Regions from separate parts of the Zea mays genome. Here region 1 is linked to region 2. A link is a contact called in public Hi-C data. All regions are on one chromosome and are shown on one strand. The core of a region is the stretch at or near the end of the contact, and the rest is flanking DNA. Distances in the headings are between cores, read along the strand shown. Region 1 holds the start of LOC100381401 (O-fucosyltransferase family protein). Region 2 holds the start of LOC103629948 (clumping factor A).

What was found. Hi-C and Micro-C count contacts between places; a contact is called where the count stands out from the background.
Region 1: a contact with region 2 is called in a Hi-C map of leaf, with 4 times the contacts expected there. The contact joins the promoter of LOC100381401 here to the promoter of LOC103629948 in region 2. A contact is called at or near these places in 4 of 25 Hi-C or Micro-C datasets (bundle sheath, ear, leaf and 1 more).

The regions. Positions count from the first base shown.
Region 1 is chr6:125,606,955-125,610,518 of Zm-B73-REFERENCE-NAM-5.0, reverse strand. LOC100381401 (O-fucosyltransferase family protein) reads right to left here and starts at 2,115. Exons shown (of 10, transcript NM_001361423.1): 1 at 1,543-2,115; 2 at 700-789; 3 at 475-571; 4 at 277-338; 5 at 41-129. The coding sequence starts at 1,818.
Region 2 is chr6:125,020,754-125,024,459 of Zm-B73-REFERENCE-NAM-5.0, reverse strand. LOC103629948 (clumping factor A) reads left to right here and starts at 1,522. Exons shown (of 5, transcript XM_008651048.3): 1 at 1,522-1,942. The coding sequence starts at 1,802. It also overlaps the pseudogene LOC111589709.

The sequences.
Region 1 (3,564 bases), core at 866-3,365, 590 kb before region 2:
TAAACGTAAGACAGACTTGTATTTTTTTAGAAAAGTGTACCTTTTGTCCAGCCAAACATTACTGTACAAGAATTTTGGGAGGACAAGAGTTGCATTGAGCAACCGCGAGATTGTAACTGCATTACAAATCTGTTAAACAGAAGGGAAAAAAGATTGAAATCAATGGCATAAATGCAAAACCAATTCACACACCAAAAAAATGAATTACTTCCCCAAGCAGATTTGCTAACATTGCCAGCAATGTTAAAGATGTAAGTAGATTACTGAACTACTCACCGCAACCCTTTGTTGGTTTATGCCACCATTCGCACTGATCATGATGTAGCCATTGGTTCCCTCTTCAATTACAAAGAATAAATGTTAAAGAAACAAGACACTGAATCAAAAATATGCTGGAAATATGAAAAATAAACCAACACCACTATCGAGGTAAATGCACAACGATAGCATCGAGTAACATAAATCATCAATTACCTGAGGCTTTCCAATCCCTTTGGTCAGAACACGGTCGCCACAAAGTAGCATTTATCGGCTCTTCCCACAAATCCTTAGGTTCAGGCCTGGTCTCTGCCTAGGTAATTAGCATTACACATTCTGTCATTACCAATGACATATTTCAATGTGCATGTATGTGCAATATATGGCCAGTTTAGAATATGTAAAGTGCATGTAGCTTGTAGTTGCATTTATGAATGTTACCTCTGCCAAAGCATGGCCTGCCAAAGCAAGCAATCGAGTGAGCATAACCCTATGTGCCCTCTTCCCCTTAGCAGCATTAGCCACCTCTTCCTTAAAACATTTCAGTAATAAAAAGCATGCATTAGAAATATCGTACATAAACACCAAGAGCGGGCAGCGGTTGCCATGGCAGCCAAGAAATACATTATCATAATACATTACACTATCCATTTCTTTTCATAAGGCACATTAAGATTTGAGGAAGTTTTTCAAGGTATACTTTGACCATTAATTTACCGTACAATATAATATCAGTTACTATAAAACCCATATCGTACTAAAAGACAAGTGAAGTATGGATCTAATGATTCATCTTCCCTAAACATGCAATTGTTCTAAGAATCGAAGGTCAAAATAATATTTAACTTTGTTTTATTCTAATACGCCCAACACATTGAAATGAAGCGAGTATAGCTGTAGGTGCAAGATAACATCATAATACAATAACATGCCTTGAAGACTTTGTTAAAGTTACTGGAGACTTAGCCTGAATTAAAAACTAGATGTAGAATTACAAAATGGAGCAGTATTTTTATGGCTAGTTGGCTGCACATTAGCACAGCTTAAGAACACTCCTGCTCTCCCCCAGAGCAAAATAACTTACAAACCAGTGGAGATCGAGAAGTGGAAATAAGAAATGGCACAACCACTCTCTTGGCTAAAGCTAACCCTTTGAATAGCTAGCTACGGATTCATCACCCTAAATCAGTCGCCCCAGCAAACTAATCACATCAACCTCACCGGATGATAGCTAGTCCGTACTAGACACTCATCGGTCAATAAAGGAGGCCAACAACGTCATACCAGAGTCGAGAGCGACGAATTGACAGTAGCGGGCGCGCGGGGTGGGTGGCGCCTCAACCGGAAGTGCGGGCGCGCCGAGGGGTCCTGAAGTCGGGAGAACATCCACCAGTTCATGATGAAGAAGAATGCCACGAGGACGCCCCAGACCAGCAACCTGCGCGGGCGCCGCCACCCCCTCCGCTGCTGCCGCCGCCTCGCCCGCGGCAGTGCAGCAGCCGCCGGGGAGCTCGCCGCCGCCAGGAGCGGCAGCGGCGGGGGCGGCGCCGCCTCGGGCATTCTGGCGCTGGATTTGGATCTCGATAAGCGGGGTTCGGTGGGAAGCGAAGAGGAGCACGAGATGCGGGGTGGCTCGTCGGATCCTGCGATCGCCGTGCGATTAGTTTAAGCTGCAGTTTGATGTAGAGGCTAATTTTTTATTCGTAATTGCGGCCTGAGCTCAGCAGATCGGAGCCAGGGGCGAGAGTATAGATTTGCATGTAGGCTGCTGGCTGCAGCCCGGTGGCGGGCTGGAACGGCGTCAGCTTCATGCTGCCGCTCGTCAGCGCCATCCTGGCCTGGCTGACTGCACTAGGACCGCCACTGCACTATCGTCGCCGCCCCCTTGCTCTACGTCATAGTAAGTCTAATTAATTGGTTTGAGTAAAATATATTAGCGGTACATAAATTTTGGGACGTTGTCACTTTTGATGATACAAAAATTAGGAAAACAGGGCTCTAACTTGGTCAATCTGTGCAAAATCGTTCAAAATCGAATTAACTTAGAACGGATGGTGACATGACATGCTCTTCCCACAAGCGTTGTGCGCCACGTGGTACGCACAAGTTCTAGACTTAGTATAATATATTACTTGGGTCTCAAACTTGATATGTTGTGTCATTTAGGTATCTACATTTTTATTAGTGTGCTTTAAAGTGGTATGTCACGTCGGTATGTCGTATGAGCAAACCTGATTTTAGATATTTTGCACGGGGCCAAGTTCGGGACACGTTTTTATGGTTTTCTAAGTTCTAGGATCTAAATGATACACAATACCAAGTTCGAAGACTTCTGATGCATTTTACTCGATTAATTTCCATTCCAACAAACCCTCCGATTAGTCATGTTCTACTGCTAGCTCACATCTTGTCCATTTCATCCCTAATTCAATCACGGGACCAAAAGGCGTTAAAGAGGGGTTTCACTTACATCTCGTTTTAATGTAGACATTGAAGTCTAGAATTGAGAATTGAAACTAGGATTTCTGAATTATGTTGTTTGGTTGTCTAATAAATTTAGAATTGTTAGAATATTGCGTAATATTCTAAGTGTAGATTTTAAATCAAGGTAAATTCCATAGATATTCAAAACAGATATGCACACTAGCATAGCAATATATAGATCAACACAGTAAACAATCAAATTAACATATTTACTCACGTCGGGTTTGTCAGTGCTTAGGTTGATCAATCACAAAAGTAGACGAAGCATGCCATCGATGTAGACGCGTCGATTCGTCCGTTAGGTAGCGCAGATCGTCGTCGAACGGCTTCGAGCGATCGCGCAGTTGCGCTGCCCAGAAACCTTATTGACGCCCCTTGTGCAGGCTTTACGATGACAAGGGTTCGGAGATATCGCTCACCCTCCTCCTCAGTGCACGCTAAGGAAAAGGGTTGGTGAAGACACGACAACTCAACCGTGACAACACAACTTTCCAAGCAGGAATAAGAAGAAATGGAATAAGATTTTCGTTTCTATCAACCCGAACACATCCAGAGGCTTAAAATACGCGTGACTGCCCTCAAGGAGTCATTTTTCCTTAATACACTAGGGTGGGCGTTCGGGTTACCCAAAAATTTTGGGTCGGGTAATTCGGGTATTTAAAATTTCGAGTTTTGAGAATCAATACCCAAAATTACAACGAGTTTTACAATACCTGAAAATTCGGGTACCCGAAATTTCAGGTTCGGGTATTCCCGAACTACCCGAACTGTTGTGTTGGCTTCATAAAAACACATACACCCTATTGAATTAGTATAAAAATA
Region 2 (3,706 bases), core at 273-2,772:
CCCACTGACTGCGCTGTGAGCTCGGATGGAATGGAGAAAGAAACAAGTACGGCCACAGGTTCGTGTCCACCGCTCTCCCGCTTGTTGTTTTGACATGTGGGTGCTGTAAGGTGGGTCCGACGTGTCATCCGGAAGGGAGGATGCTTGTGATAGGTTCAGGGGGCATGGAACGGAACAAGCGCTAATCATATCGATGGGTGTGGTGTGGTATGGTAATGCTACAAGCGCACAGGAAAATGCACCTGAAGGCAAGATATGCACCAGTGCCAAACACTCTAAAAAGCTCCTTTGTGACTGCAGCGAGTCTCCCTTTGTATATATAATATCTATCTATCTCTATTTATATCCATATCTACAATATTTAATATTAAACTGCTTTACACCTCATAATGTCTCATATATGATGCAGACTTATATAAATCTGAACAATTTATGTCTAGCAATATTACGGAGTCCGGGTCCACTTTAATGATCACGCTTTGAAATAAAGGTTTTTGTTTGACCTTTTTTTCTTTCAAAATCTATATGTTATTCCTTTAAAGCACGAGTTTTGACGTTGTACGTCACGCGCGAGCCACGTAGAGTGGATCTGATTTTCTTACTCACGTCTCGCCTACTAACCAGACTGTTACTACCTAAATGGGACATGAGAAAACATTCAAACTCAATATGGATACGAAGCCACACGCATCACAACACTCTCGGATAGCTAGCTGTAGAAGGACGAGCGACCGAGTGAACTATTAAAAGGGGCAGGTCACCTTTTCAACTTATATCTTTCTTAGCCTTTTGGCTTAGATAAAGTATATTATTTGTCGTTTTAATATCTGATATGTGGGTCAGATGCCAACTTTAATTTTAAATTTATTTTTATGGGAAGGATTCACTTTGATTTTTAATTTATTTTTGTGGGAAATGTCCATCATACTGCCTTGCCACTAGATCTCTCAGGCGTCATACAACTCTTACACTATAATTAGCATACCGTCACAATGCACAAATATTGTACCACAGTATCCCTAAAATCCTTAAAACTCCTGTAAAGCACTAGTTTCCCTAGTTTCCACTGTCGCCTTTTTATAAAGTTCTTATACCTTTCTAACCTAACCCGCGGTCCACCGTCATCATGCATTGTAAAGTGACGTGAGCCGTTATCTCGGTCGTGAGAAAACAGTCAATTCCAACACAACATGAAGACACATGTAACACAACGCTCCCGGATAGTATTATATCACTAGCTGAAGGTGGACGAGCGTCTAACTTAGTTATAAAAAAAGAAACATGCCTTCTTTTTAACTCATATATTTCTCGACGTTTTGGCTAAGCTAAAGTGCAATATCTATAGTTTAAGATCTAGTATGTGAGTCATATACCAAGGCCTACTTTAATTTTATTTTTTTTGTGTGGAGAGACCATTACACTGCTTTGCCACTAGTTCCTCGCGTGTTGTGCCATTAACAAACGTACGGGCATTGGAGTATCCCTAAAATCCCTGTAGGTGGCCTGCGTTGTGCCCGTAGCAATTCCGATCTCTTTTGACAAAAGCAGGCGGGAGTGCACACCTCAGACCGCACCAACTCGCCGTCCGCGCTTCCGCTATTCTCCCAGTCCCACGCCTCTCTCCCTGCACCACAGGCCCGCCTGAGCTGTGCTGCCCTCTCCTTCCATTTCCACACTCGCCAATCATCCACCCCATCCATCGCCGTCGCCTCTTTCTTCCCCCCTCTCTTCTTCTCCCTCCCCGATCCTTCGCTTCTCTATCGCGAGCACGACGGAGCAGGAGGGCGGCGACAGCAAGGGGATGTCGGGGGCGTGGGGCGGCACCACGCAGAAGTGCGCGTCGTGCGGCCGGAGGGTGTACCCCGTCGAGGAGCTTGCCGCCGACGGCCGCGTCTATCACCGCCCCTGCTTCCGGTGCCACCACTGCAAGAGCACACTCCAGGTCTCTCTCTTACCCCCCTCCCCTCCCTTCGTTTCCTCCCCCCTGCTTGCGCATGGACTCTTGGGGCGTTGTTGAGCACAGTCTTGTTACGGAGCAAAAGTTCAAGCGTAGGATGGGTCGCACGGTTACCTGGTGCTTTTGTGAATCGGCCTATTATTGCGAGCGCCACTGAACTCAGAGTAGCTGGGCTGTCTTGTCTTGCTTTGTTGTCCTTGCTTCGAATTGCTTGGCTACTGCTTCAGTTGATGTACTTTCTTGGTCTGGTCTGGTTTGTCAGTTAGGTTGCATGATCATGTCGTCTGCGATTGTGCACGATTATTACTTGTTGCGCGTTGAATTTGTACTGGTTCTTGCTTCACAGCGAACTGGGTACAAGAACAAGTCGTAAATAGGGAGTACACAGGGTACAAAAATTTGCTGTTTCATCTCAGCAAGGGTGCGCCATCAGTGAACTTTTCTCTTGCAACCACCTGGCAAAGTGCGTGTGCTAACTGATTAGTTGAGCGCATGTTTACCTCTTCAGCTGTTCCCTTGTGGTTGGATGAGTGCCTAATGACAATTGATCTTAACTTTTTTATGATAATGTAGGAGTGTGAAATAATGTCATTATCTAAATATTTCTGTCCTTCTATTAATATAATATGCATTTACCTTTTTGAGGAATTCATCTCCATAGGCTACTGATGTGGCATATCTGTCACTTTTAACAGTGTCTTGCTATATCATGATCTCTTTGTACTTGCTTTCCCTTGCACATGGCATAGCTGTCATAATTCTCGTAGGCAGTTGACATCTAATCATGTAATAATGCAGTGCAAGACAAATGCCTTTCCCATATGGATGTAGTTTTGGTACCCGATCAGTCATGCTTTCATTATTTCTTGAGAACACGTTGTTTGGTACACCTGTACCTTAATTCATAGATTTTTAATTTTGCTGAGAGCAATAATGATCATTGTGAATCTCTTGTGCTACAGTCATACTATTGGGCATCCGTGCTATCTTTTCTTATTTGCAGCCAAAGCTACATGTGTGAAACTGAAACCTTACCAGACTAATACTAGTTCTTGACAGTGAGATGGGTATAAATCACAAAGCGCAAGAATTGAGACATGTTTGAAGATTTTTTTTTATCTACTGGAAAAGCGGTCTAGATTCTTGAAGAACTTTTGTTCTTCGTAAAGTGGGGAGTTCAGCGTTCTGGTTTTTGTTTGTGCATCATTTTTTCTTGAACACGCAAGATAGCCGCATATCAATATATTAAGAAGAAAAAAAGAGAGGTGGAGTAGAGCACCATACAGATCACCCTCATACACCCATAGTAGAAACAAAAATCACATGCCTAGTAAAATCTCGACCCCAACCACTTATTTTTGTGTTACGAATTACGATCACGAATATTTGGCAAGATAGATCCGGTACTCGCCCTTCCATAGGTGGCCTAAACACGAATATTTGGCAAGATATATCCAGTACTCGCCCTCCGGTAGAAAGCCATTGAGTAAACCCAAATCTACTATTCTTCCTTCCCTTCTAATAACACCTTGCCCCTCCTTATATATAGGGGTAACCCTAACTTAATAGCAAAGCAACTCTAACAAACACTGTGCCTTGGGCCCAGTGCCCAACTGCCCATACCATTTTGCTTCATGGATGTGTGCTCGACAAGGTTTTCCCTTGGACTGCATGAAATAATTGATAACCATAACTTTATAGCCAAATGATGCCAAGGCATAGATATTGTGCTGTCCTTATGAATATAAT